Regions from separate parts of the Zea mays genome. Here all the other regions are linked to region 2. Evidence: chromatin contacts called from public Hi-C data. All regions are on one chromosome and are shown on one strand. Each heading gives the region's core, a stretch centred on a gene start, on an enhancer-like site or on the middle of the called end of the contact. The rest is flanking DNA. Distances are from core to core; before and after follow the strand shown.

Evidence for each region. A called contact is a pair of places that touch in the nucleus more often than the background predicts.
Region 1: a contact with region 2 is called in a Hi-C map of leaf, with 6 times the contacts expected there. The contact joins the enhancer-like site here to the promoter of LOC100283609 in region 2. A contact is called at or near these places in 2 of 25 Hi-C or Micro-C datasets (ear and leaf).
Region 3: a Hi-C map of ear shows a contact between it and region 2, with 6 times the contacts expected there. The contact joins the enhancer-like site here to the promoter of LOC100283609 in region 2. A contact is called at or near these places in 5 of 25 Hi-C or Micro-C datasets (ear, leaf and tassel).

The regions. Positions count from the first base shown.
Region 1 is chr1:44,544,695-44,548,353 of Zm-B73-REFERENCE-NAM-5.0, reverse strand. No RefSeq gene overlaps it. Among protein-coding and RNA genes, the nearest start is that of LOC103644592, 51 kb to the left of the region's middle. Within about 2 kb of position 2,298, at least 15 of the 20 cell types and tissues checked have an H3K27ac peak or open chromatin away from gene starts, as enhancers often do. A contact at or near this core is called in ear and leaf, where this site is marked.
Region 2 is chr1:44,791,422-44,795,172 of Zm-B73-REFERENCE-NAM-5.0, reverse strand. LOC100283609 (rhodanese-like family protein) reads left to right here and starts at 1,452. Exons shown (of 2, transcript NM_001156510.2): 1 at 1,452-1,952; 2 at 2,061-2,599. The coding sequence starts at 1,507. The coding sequence ends at 2,253. It overlaps LOC100191466, which reads left to right. Exons shown (of 8, transcript NM_001136899.1): 7 at 1-75; 8 at 172-754. The coding sequence ends at 312.
Region 3 is chr1:44,636,849-44,640,617 of Zm-B73-REFERENCE-NAM-5.0, reverse strand. No RefSeq gene overlaps it. Among protein-coding and RNA genes, the nearest start is that of LOC103644592, 41 kb to the right of the region's middle. Within about 2 kb of position 1,602, at least 17 of the 20 cell types and tissues checked have an H3K27ac peak or open chromatin away from gene starts, as enhancers often do. A contact at or near this core is called in ear, leaf and tassel, where this site is marked.

The DNA of each region.
Region 1 (3,659 bases), core at 1,049-3,548, 250 kb after region 2:
TTACAAAATGATAGATCCTTGTAGCTGTGGTGTTGTTTATACCATCCTATAAAATTACAATATTTTCTCCACTATTACATCGTAGCCTTTCGCTTCTGAAATGGTACAATTATATCATTTTATAACGCTAACATGCTGTGCACGTATTTTTTTTCTCCCTAGGACCTTCTTCGTCTTTCTCCTCTAAAGATGTCGAAGCTTCATTCCCTTGCTTCGCCTTGGCGTGACCTTTGAGTTCATATAACCTTTGGCTTCACGTGCTTTTCGACTTCGTAGGTCTTTCGGCTTTGCCCATTGATTCAAAGCTTCTCTAAGTGACTTCTTGATTGAGGTCCTTATCTAAGAGGATGTCTAAACATTGATTTTATTAATGTGGACGAACCTTATCCCCAACATAACTTTTTGTGAAACATAATTTATTAGAAAATTCCTAAATTATGAGCATGAGCTTCGTATTGGTGCGTCGAGAAAAAAACATTAGCATGCGACTAAACATGAACGTCTTCATATGCAAAAAGATGACTAATAAACTAAGGGCTGTTTGAATGCATTAGAACTATAGTTAGCTGTTAAAATTAACTAAGATATCCAAACAATCTAGTTAATAGTTTAGTTATTAGCTACTTTTAGTAAATTAGCTATTAGTTAGCTAACTATTTGTTAGCTAGCCAATTATATTAGCAATATTTAGCTAACTAACTATATATTAGCTCTAGTCCATTAAAACACCCTCTGCTAACGCATGAATATGAGACTAGAAAAAAGGAAGATTGATAGGTTTCTTAAGATCTCAGAAGTCATTTTGATAAGATACATAAATATATTTATTCTTATATATTGTACGTGCATACTCTTTACAAAACAAAGGATATATTTTTGGAAATACCCACGAATCATGCTGTCTTCGCTCATGATCGTGCGGCATGGCTTTAGTCGGCGTTGTCAGACTATATCTAGCAAAGTGTATAGATAAGCTTGTAAAATATTGTTTATACTATAGACTGTATCGTTTATACAGTAAAGTTTAAAATAAACATTGAAACAGAAAGTAGAATAGAGACTGCTAAAAATAGTCTCATATGTTTGCTTGCAAGGCTGCAAGCAACCCATGGGATTTCCCAAGCGAGCGCTGCAATGCATGGCAACAACATTCCCCGGCTATTTGATGTTAAATGGGCCTAGGAATAAAATCATCTTTTCATGTGAAAGTAAGAATTGTTAAAGGTCAGAACTAACGATAGTATCTTATAGGGCATCAAAATTTATATTCAGTGTTAAATAGAGAAGATTTATTTTTAAAGGCAGAAAACTAAACCAGAAACTTTAATAATGCGGAATAAGGAATCGTCTCTATTGTAATCTATATAACTTTACATTATGTCTTTCCTTATACTGGTTCAGTTAGTGAAGATTAGTTTGGATGGCATAAAGTTTTCATAAAAAACACTCAACTAAAGGACTGGCTTAATTTTGTGTGTTACTTTGAACGGAGCTTCTACGATCACTATCTAAACGTTTTTGCCTAGAGAAATATAAAGGAAGTATTGATTCTCCGTGCCGAGTTTAAAAAGAAAAAAAATTCTTTACATCTCAGATACAAAGAATCTCTTTTACAGACCTCATATACATCATCTACTGGTCCATATAAATAAAAGAAAAATAAATTACTAAAGAATTATTTTTTAATTTTGATATGTCTTTGTAGTCCTCTAAGTTAGATATGATAGACTGTAAAAGATGATGTTTACATCCGGTATACACATAACTTTTTTTTATAGAACCCATTAGAGAGTGTTTTCAACTAATGGGTCCTATGCATGCGCGATACATTCAGTTATCTTTCATCATGGTCAGAGCATAAGTGAACGCCGCGGCCGGCCCCTACTAATAATATAATGTTGTTTCTCTCGAACGATTTTTTATTAATGTTTAAACGAAGCTTTTTAGGCACCGAGGGGCCGCTAGAATTAGAATTGGTGATCAGTAATCACGGAAAGATTTGGTTTGGTGACCAGAGATTATAGAAGAATTAGAGGAAATTGAGAGAGAAATTAATTTATTTTCTCCTCAATCCCTTTCAATCCTTTTTTGATCCAGCTGTCACCAAATCAACTCGAAGAGTGAGGTCGTCGCAGTCGCAGTCCTAGTCGCAATGTCACGGATGTTTTGTGGACGGAGGAGGGGATTAATTAGTTGGGAGGTGGTAGCATCACCATCAGCCCATCACCATGGCCGGTGCTGCGCCATGCCCCTGCTTTGTTTGGGTGGCCATGCGTTTGTCCTTTCTCCGCTAAAGATGGGGGGACGACCTGGCCATGGCCATTACATCCACATGGACTGCAGCAGCACACGAGGTCCTCGTGGTTAGGCCAACACCAAGTATTTCGGCCCCCTCCGTCACCTTCACCTTCGATCAGCAGCAAGATGTGAGTGAGCAGTAGGGGGTAGTACTGCTACTAGGACTACTAACCAACCCACAGAACAATACTCCCTCCGTTTCTTTTTATTTGTCGCTGGATAGTGCAATTTTGCACTATCTAGCGACAAATAAAAAGAAACGGAGGGAGTATTAAGAGTTTATTAGATGCATGACGTTCTGGTGTTTACGCTATCTCTCACAATCAATCTTTTTGATCCACGTGTTGGTTGGTGATTATGCTACACCGAGTCGCCCCCTTCTTTTCTTTCTGAAACCAAGAACAGCCTGCTCGTATCTAGAAGACGAGAGAGTGGTGTTGATTCTTTTCTTTGCTTTAGAGCAGGTCCAATAATTCTAGTACCTAAATACTAGATTGAGTAGGCCCTTAAATAATATAGGTAGCAAAAAAATCATATTACTTTCTAAATATATTAAAACTTGCCACCGATACTTTCTAAATATATTAAAACTTACCATGTCACTAGTTTAACTGGAACCGATCAATTTTGTCCCTTTTGTTTTTATCTCTGTTCCGCAAATCAATCTTAAAATTATGACCTCGTCAACCAACTGATTTAAAACTGTTAGCTGTGTTAGGCTTTCGATTTATTGCCGCTATTATTTATTTGTGCATGTGTAAGTATTGGCTTATCAATTGTTTAATCTCTAGCTTAGTAGTCGTTGAAATTGTGCGTCTGAGGAAGCCGGTGCATAGTCTCTGTTACTGCAGAATAGGAAAATGCGTCGAAATAAACTTTGGCTCAACAGTCTCCGAGGTACTACCCGGCTTCCCGCTACACGTGCGCCATCCTTTCTACCAGGAGTCTCCACGTAGTCTTCTAGTCAGGCACATGGTAAACGAGGTTTAATGACAATTGCTGGTTTCCAAACAGCGATGCTGGGTAGAGCAAAAACTGAATCAATGCACCGGCAGGTCGCGTCTCATTTTTTGAAGCTAAAAAATTCATACTGCTGCTGGGACGTCACATTGCTCTGCCTTCCTTTCTGCTGATGGAGGCTGGTAGTGGTAGTGGTACAAAGGCTACAGGCTACAGAGCACGAGTAAAATACCGGTACCGACCGCCACACTACTCCTCCGTTGCAACAAATGCTGGCTGTGATTGACCGATGGCGACCAAACGGAGAAACCAATCACATTGCCGGATGCGATTGTGCAGGGAGAGGAACCAAGCGGCGCGGGTGGCCGCTCCACGAGCTTCTGCTTCGCGTGAGCCGCGGC
Region 2 (3,751 bases), core at 203-2,702:
TTCTTGATGCAAACTTGTCCAGATGGAAAGGTGTTTGATTCGAAGGCAGATTTGCCGGTGAAGGCAACATTGAAGGTAGATGGTGTGTTTCTTCCTCTCTCTCTCTCTCTTTTTTTTTAAAAAAAATTTCTTTGGGTTTCAGAAATGGGTTGATTCGGTAGCGGTTTGCAGGTCAAGGTGTACATGGGGGAAGGTTGGCAAAAGGACTTCAAGCAGACACATTTCGACTCATACTCACCTCCAGATTTTTATGTAAAGGTCTGTTCACTCGTTGAGCCCGTGCCAACGTTTAGAAGTCAGCGATGCCTATAGATCGTCCGAAGCAGTCACGCCAGGACTGGAACATGAGGGCGCATCGCTAATTTGGTTCGGTTCGCCAACAGGTTGGCATCGCCGGAGTTCCATTAGACTCGGTGATGAGAAAGACGAAAGCCGTGGAGGACAGCTGGGTGCCGGTGTGGGAGGAAGAGTTCGCCTTCCCGCTGACCGTACCTGAGATCGCGGTACTCCGCGTGGAGGTGCACGAGCAGGACGTGAACGAAGACGACTTCGGCGGGCAGACGGCGCTGCCTGTGGCGGAGCTGCGGCCAGGGATCCGCGCCGTGCCGCTGTTCGACCACAAGGGGCTCAAGTTCAAGAGCGTCAAGGTCCTCATGAGCTTCGAGTTCGCGTAGCGTCCCGCAGCGTAAAGCGATTATGCTGTCATGTGCGTCGATCGATGTTTGTTTGCAATAAGAATCGACTTTTTTTCCTCTGTTATTAGGAGTCCCATGCCGGGTTTTTTTTGTACAGATGCATTTCCGCTAACTATGTACAAACGGGTCACCTGACACGAACCCAGCCAAAGCACGGTCCATTTGCATCAGGGCAGCCACGACACGACGTGCCACTAGACCGTGCGGAGCTGGGTTCCGTACCTGTCTAACGGTCCAGACATGGCTTGCTGGGTCGTTTTCCGTGGCGATTTAGCCTAATGAGCATGGGCTTTTTGGCGGGCCGGACCGATTCAAAGCCCACGAAGAACGAGAGATGGCCCGTGATGGAGCTTAGGGGTCGAGCACGGGGCTGCGGAGCTGTCGGTGTCGGAGGCCGTGCAGAGGAGTTCTAGCGATACCAGCGTCCTCTCGGCTGTGGCCCCCACTAGCTAGGACGCAAATCAACGAGCGGAGATCTCGTCGAGCCCCGCCTCATCTATTAAGACGGATCGTACGGCCATGAGATGCAGATAGGGGTGGTAATGGATCGTGATCCAAATAGTTCTTCACAAAATGTCAAGGCCCTAAATAAATTATAGTTCAAAAATGACTAGAAATAAAGCCCGATCCTAACCCGCTTCGATCCTTAAATCTTATAGTGCAAAAAGTATAGCCCATTGTCAGCCCTAGATGCAGTGTGCAGTGTACCGACGGTGCGGATTGGACCTGAAATATCATCCAGATAAGAGTGACATGGAAACGAACGCGACTGAGCGAGGCCTCAATTGACAAGCAGCAAGTGGAAGTGGGCATGGCTATGGGTGCTGCGGCGGCCGCATCCACCTGCACCAGGCCCGCGTCCCCTGGCCTGGCCCGACGTCGCGTCAGGGCGCAGGCGACGTCGTCGTGGGCCGGAGGCGCCGAGGCGCTGGTGCGGTCGGGCGCGGTGAGGGCCGTGCGGCCGAGGGACGCTGCGGAGGCGCTGGGCGGCGAGGGGTTCCGCCTGCTGGACGTCCGGCCGGAGTGGGAGCGCGCCCGCGCCAGCGTGCGGGGCTCGGTGCACGTGCCGCTGTTCGTGGGGGACGACGACATGGGCCCCGTGACGCTGCTGAAGAAGTGGGTCCACTTGGGCTACATCGGGCTCTGGACCGGCCAGGCCTTCACCAAGATGAACGAGCGCTTCGTCGACGACGTCGCCGCCGCCGTCGACGGCAGCAAGGACGCCAAGCTTCTCGTCGCTTGTGGCGAAGGCCTCAGGTAAAATGACAAGACTACGCATTAATTCTTCACAAGCTAGGTCGTGCGTGCAACAAGTTACAAGTTACTACTCATTTCGTTCGTGGTGTTCAAATTTCAACTCACAAGGTCGTTGATCGCGGTGAGGATGCTGCACGACGACGGGTACAGGAACCTGGCGTGGCTCGCCGGCGGGTTCAGCAAGTGCGCGGACGGCGATTTCGCAGATGTGGAGGGGGAGAGCAAGCTGCAGTACGCCACCATCGGGGGCGCGTCCTACATCTTCCTCCAGATCCTGCTGTTTCTGGGAGTGGTGAAATGATCCGTTCGATCGATGTTGTTATGACTTCCTCGGCCGTTCGATCTGGTCTGTTTTGCTTTTTGCTAGTACTACCGTTGTCAGATGTTGTACTGCATTGCATATGCGAACAGCATGTCGGTGGCAGTGGTAGAGCTACTGAGCTAGGCGCGCACACATTTGACATTCCTATCTCGTCCCTCTCGTGTTCAGGACCCTTAATGTACATGTTCAGGACCCTTAAGGCAATCGGCTCTTAATTTGATTTGCGGCCCCTAATGTACATGTTCAGGACCGGTCGTAGGCCCCTAACGTGCATGCACGGCTGAGAAGTGAGAAACAAAAAGAAATGAGCATTGCAAGTTGTGTTTTTATACCATGGAAAGGCACTGCAGGTTACAGAGGTTGAACCTTTATATATATTTTTATTGAAACTACCTAGATTGGATCCGAATTCCTCGAATTCCTGAGGGGATTTAGGATGTGTATGGTTGATTTCTAACGGAACAGGATATTTAGGATGCTCCCACTCCACCAAAATGATCAGACGCGAACACGCTCCTCCCTCTTCTCCATCCACACTCATATGACACTTCAACCAAACAATGAACAACGTGGTGTGAGCGAATCGTCACCAAGGCAAGCTGGGAGCAAGTCTGTACCAAGGAAAGCATGTGCCGGACAAGAAATAGGTCCAAGCGGGCCTCGACGAAGCAACATGCACAGGAAGGAAAATGCCAAGGTGGTTGGGCCAGATTGGGTGAACACAATAGAGTAGAGGAAGCATATATGCCGGTAGAAACGAGAGAGAGGGTTATGCATGTATCAAATATTATTCTCCTACTTCTCCAAGGTGCTGTTTGGTTCAAGAAATGTAAAGCAAATGGTAATGGTAATGGTTTACGCTCGATTACTGGCGGTAACAAATTTGAATAGGCTGGTATCAATTTTTAGTGTGGTATCTTATTACAGTTGGACTAAAACAAACATGATTTAACGTTTTCAGTTACCCATTACGTTACAAATATGTGAACCAAACGACACCCAAGTCTCTCCTACGCCCCTTCTCATCTACTCTGGAACTGTAATAATTCGTACACTGAGATGCTTGAGTGAGAGGTTAACAAGTGGTATCAAAGCCACCGATTCTCGGGCTCTTTCTTGTGTTGAAGCTCGAACTGATGCAGTCGGTGGCACATTCGTATCTGACACGTTTTCGGCGAAAGCAAGTGGTGACGAATCCAGATACGTAGATCGTTCTCAACGAAATTGTGAGGCGGTTCAAGAAGCATGACACCAAGTGGGATCGATGTTTTGCCAATCAGGAGACAAGCTAGGAGGCCACATTCTCGGAGTTCACGACAGAGCAGAAGGAGTGCGTCAAAGGTGTCGAGAAAGCAGTCAGGGTATTCGATGAATGGAGCCTCAGTTTCTAAGGTGTCGTCGACGACCGGCGCTTGGAGGTTGGCAAGTTATCCAAGAACTGGGAGTGCGTAGTCGTCGAGAAGTTTTCCCTTATGCC
Region 3 (3,769 bases), core at 353-2,852, 150 kb after region 2:
GACAACGCCAAGAAGTACATTGAGGTGAATGTTCTGAAGAAGTCTCATTGAACACCATGTCTCTGCAGTACAACCTTATCGAAATGCCAAACGAAGGAGATCTTGATATCACCTGCAAAAACATGAACCTATCTCTGCAGTACAACCTTATCGAACATCTGTGGGCAAGGCGTGGTTCCATGGGTTGAAGTATGCTTAGTTCAAAAGTTGTCCAAGTGTCATGTGTGGGTGTCTATTTTAGTCAAGTTATGTCACATTAGTTGCTTCAAGTCGATGTAAGCCTCTAGTAATTGTCAAGAGTACTGCTTGTTTGTGAGTGTCTTGGATGTAGCATGTTAGAAGTGGAACAAAGCAACATATTAGTTCGATATTTTCCTAGTAGCATTGTGTTTATCATCATTAGTATGTCTTTGACTAATCTATTTGTTTTAGTAGCCCAAAATATCCACATGTATATACATATACATAGAAAATGGGTTGCTCATGACTACATATGTATTGAGGACATACCTAACATCATACAAAATACATTAACGGTATCAAGCATAAGGATGTGGAAAGCATCAGTTTTCTGATACCGCTGTGGAGACGTTTCTGGACAGCACTCTTCCCTCTCTTTTTTCAGCTACCAGTGGCGGCCTGCAGGCTTTACTTGGTACTGGAGTTCTGTAGCAACTTTCCTGGGCGATGGGTGTAGTCTATTTGCCATATATTATCTGCTATCATATGTTTCTTGGTTGCATTCTTCCGACTTCCGTCCGCTCGTCTTTCTGTCGCCGCCGATTCTACTCATCTGTTGCCATCATTCGCTGTTCTTTCTGCCACCACTGACCGAACAAGAAGGATAAGAAGTGATTATATATTGATCTACTACCGGTTTGCAATCTTATTTTATGCATGTTTTAGATTAAATATGTTCAAAGTATACTTATATTACAATTTGTGTCGGTTTTTGTAGCTATTTTATAGGTGTGTACCGAATTGCTTGGCGCTTTGAAGTTATTTACCGGTTTTTACCTTTTTCTTATCAAATCGTATATAAAAATATTGGCTTGACATACTCTAATGTAAGTTCCTAGATCCGCCACTGCCAACAAGTAGGGAGAAGCAGGGATGTTTTTGGGATATTTTTGGTTCGCTGCCTAACTTGCCACACTTTGCCTAACTTTTCTGCCTAAGGTTAGTTCTTAAATTCGGACGACTAACTTTAGGCAAAGTGTGGCACAGTTAGCCACGAACCAAACAGGCCTTTGACCTGCTAAAGATGCATAGGCGTCTAGTGGCCTGAGAGTGGCTTTAGGCACGCCAGAGATGTAGAAAATGGCATGAATTAGGTAGACCAATAATTATAATGAAAAAAATAGAAAAAAATAAACTATAATGGCAGATCTCAACATTTCAAAATTTGTAATGATATGAATCTAAATAGCCCATCAATCTTCTATCCATCATATCCATTTTGTAACATGGAAGTAAAGGAATAGGAATAGAGTTATTGGCCCGTCGTTGGGGCCCAGATGAGCGCATATTTCTATACTAAGAAAGGAACTAAATGGGCCCAATACGACTAGTGCTTTCGTGCCCACCGCCTGAAAGATTGTGGGAAGCGGGAAGCCCAATGGGAAGGATACGGGCTGCAGGCTGCTCACTGCCGACTGAGAGTTCCCAGGTTGTACCAATGAACGTGATTCTAATGCAGCCACCGATCTGTCGAGTAGTCTTAGCTTAGTCGCCGACGGCCATCAGGTTTATATAACAAAAAGAAGAGCAAGGAAATAAGCGGTAAGGCCTATTCGGTAAGGTCGGATTGAGGCCAATACCTCATGGATTGGATGATTTTTTTAAAAAAAAAAGTAGAGATTTTAACTTTTTATGGATTTTGATCTACTCTCTTTCAGTCCACATAGATTATACAAGGGCATGTTCGCTTGCTCCGGAATGGTTTTATCGGGATCGTTTTGGCTAAAATAATAAGTTTATTTGACTAGTAATGATTAGCTGGAATAGCTCTTGTCCTTAATCTGACCTAACCGAACAGGGTCTAATCAATATTAGTAAAAATAAAATTACCATGTTAATCGGAACAGTAAGAGAACCTGAAGGCTTATTCTATTGCCTAGGAGATGGTTACATATATATAGATACCTAGGGGAAACCCTAATCCTAATGGGTCGACAGCTTAACAGTGGTGCCCGCCCACCTACACATATATAGGAACACATGTTGGAGCGAAGGCAGAAACGCCACCCTTCGCTCGAAGTCTTCGCTGCTTAGCCGCTGCTCTGACAGAGACAGCAGGCAGGGGCACCCTTCGCTTGATCGGCACCAGACGAAGACCGGCGACGAAGGCATCCCACGGCGCGGCCTCGTCCAGCTCAGAGGCCCACGTGCGATCCGACCCATTGTAACGGGCCCTGCGTGGCCGCCGCGTGTTACGGGCCTAATTTGTAAAGGCATCCCTGTAATTACGGTCTGTAACCCTGCTTTTTGGGAATATTCTGGGGATAACCTAGGTAGCTGAGGGCACATGCGTCCTTAACACAAGGCGCTGGGCGTTCGGGTACCTATAAATACCCCCGCTCAGTGCCCGTGAGAGGGCTGGTGAACAGAGCTATTTGCCATCTCACGCGTAACCCTACTGTCTACACTGTTCACCCCTGTTGGCCTTCTTGCGGCTGATAGCAAGTTCCAACATTTGGCGCCCACCGTTCGTGCTACGACAAAACCACCCGCGATGGCACCCAAGAGAGCTAACCCGAAGGCCGACGAGGCTGCGAAGGCAGCACTGCTTGCCGCAAGAAAGGGCAAGGCCCTCGCCCTCACCCAATCCACCCACCAAGAGCCCACTGAAGACAATGTCCCCCACACCTGCGAAGACGACACCTTCCGCACCTGCGGGCCCGAAGGACAATCGCAGCCGCCCCCAGGCTTCGCCCCACTGGAAGGCGCGGACCTCACCGAGGACGGTGAGGTCCTCGGCGTCTCAACAGAAGAACAGCTACAGCTGCGCGCCCTGCGCCTCAAGAACCGCAATCTCCAGAGGCAGAAAGAGATACTGGAGGCCAAGCGCCAGCGTGTGTCCGCACTAGCCAAAGTGCGGCAAATGATACGCGACGAGGAGCAGAAGGCCCAAGACCTCGAGCGCGAGATCGCGCTGATGCAGCGCGAAGGCCACCTTGGCCTGCAGCAAGAGCCACCCCTCCAGCAGCGCGCACAACCGGAAGACACGCGCGAAGGCCACCTCGGCCTGCAGCATGGGCCACCCCTGCAACACCGAGCGCAGCCGGAGAACCCGCGTTTTCCCCAGCGTGACTACACCTTCCAGCACGGCGCGCCATTCCAAGGGGTCAACTACCTCGACGAGCGAAGTCCTCTGGCGCCACACCTGCAAGTGACGCCTTGGCCAGCTAACTTCCGAGCAGGGACCTATCCCAAGTACAACGGCAGCACCGACCCGACGCAATACATAATGAGTTATCAGGTCGCCGTTGCATCCGCCGGAGGGGACGACGCCACAATGACGAAGTCTTTCATCATCGCCCTAGAGGGCCCAGCACTCACCTGGTTCACCAGATTGCCTCCGCTGTCCATTGATTCATGGAGAAGTCTCAGGGACAAGTTCCTGCTCAACTTCCAAGGGTACCGCCCAGACACCGACGCCTTGGCCGAGCTCTCGCTTTGCAAGCAGCTGGAAAAGGAGACTCTGCGGGAGTATTACCGCAAATTCTTAACACTCAAGTCACAGCTGCCCTCCGTCGATGATCAGATC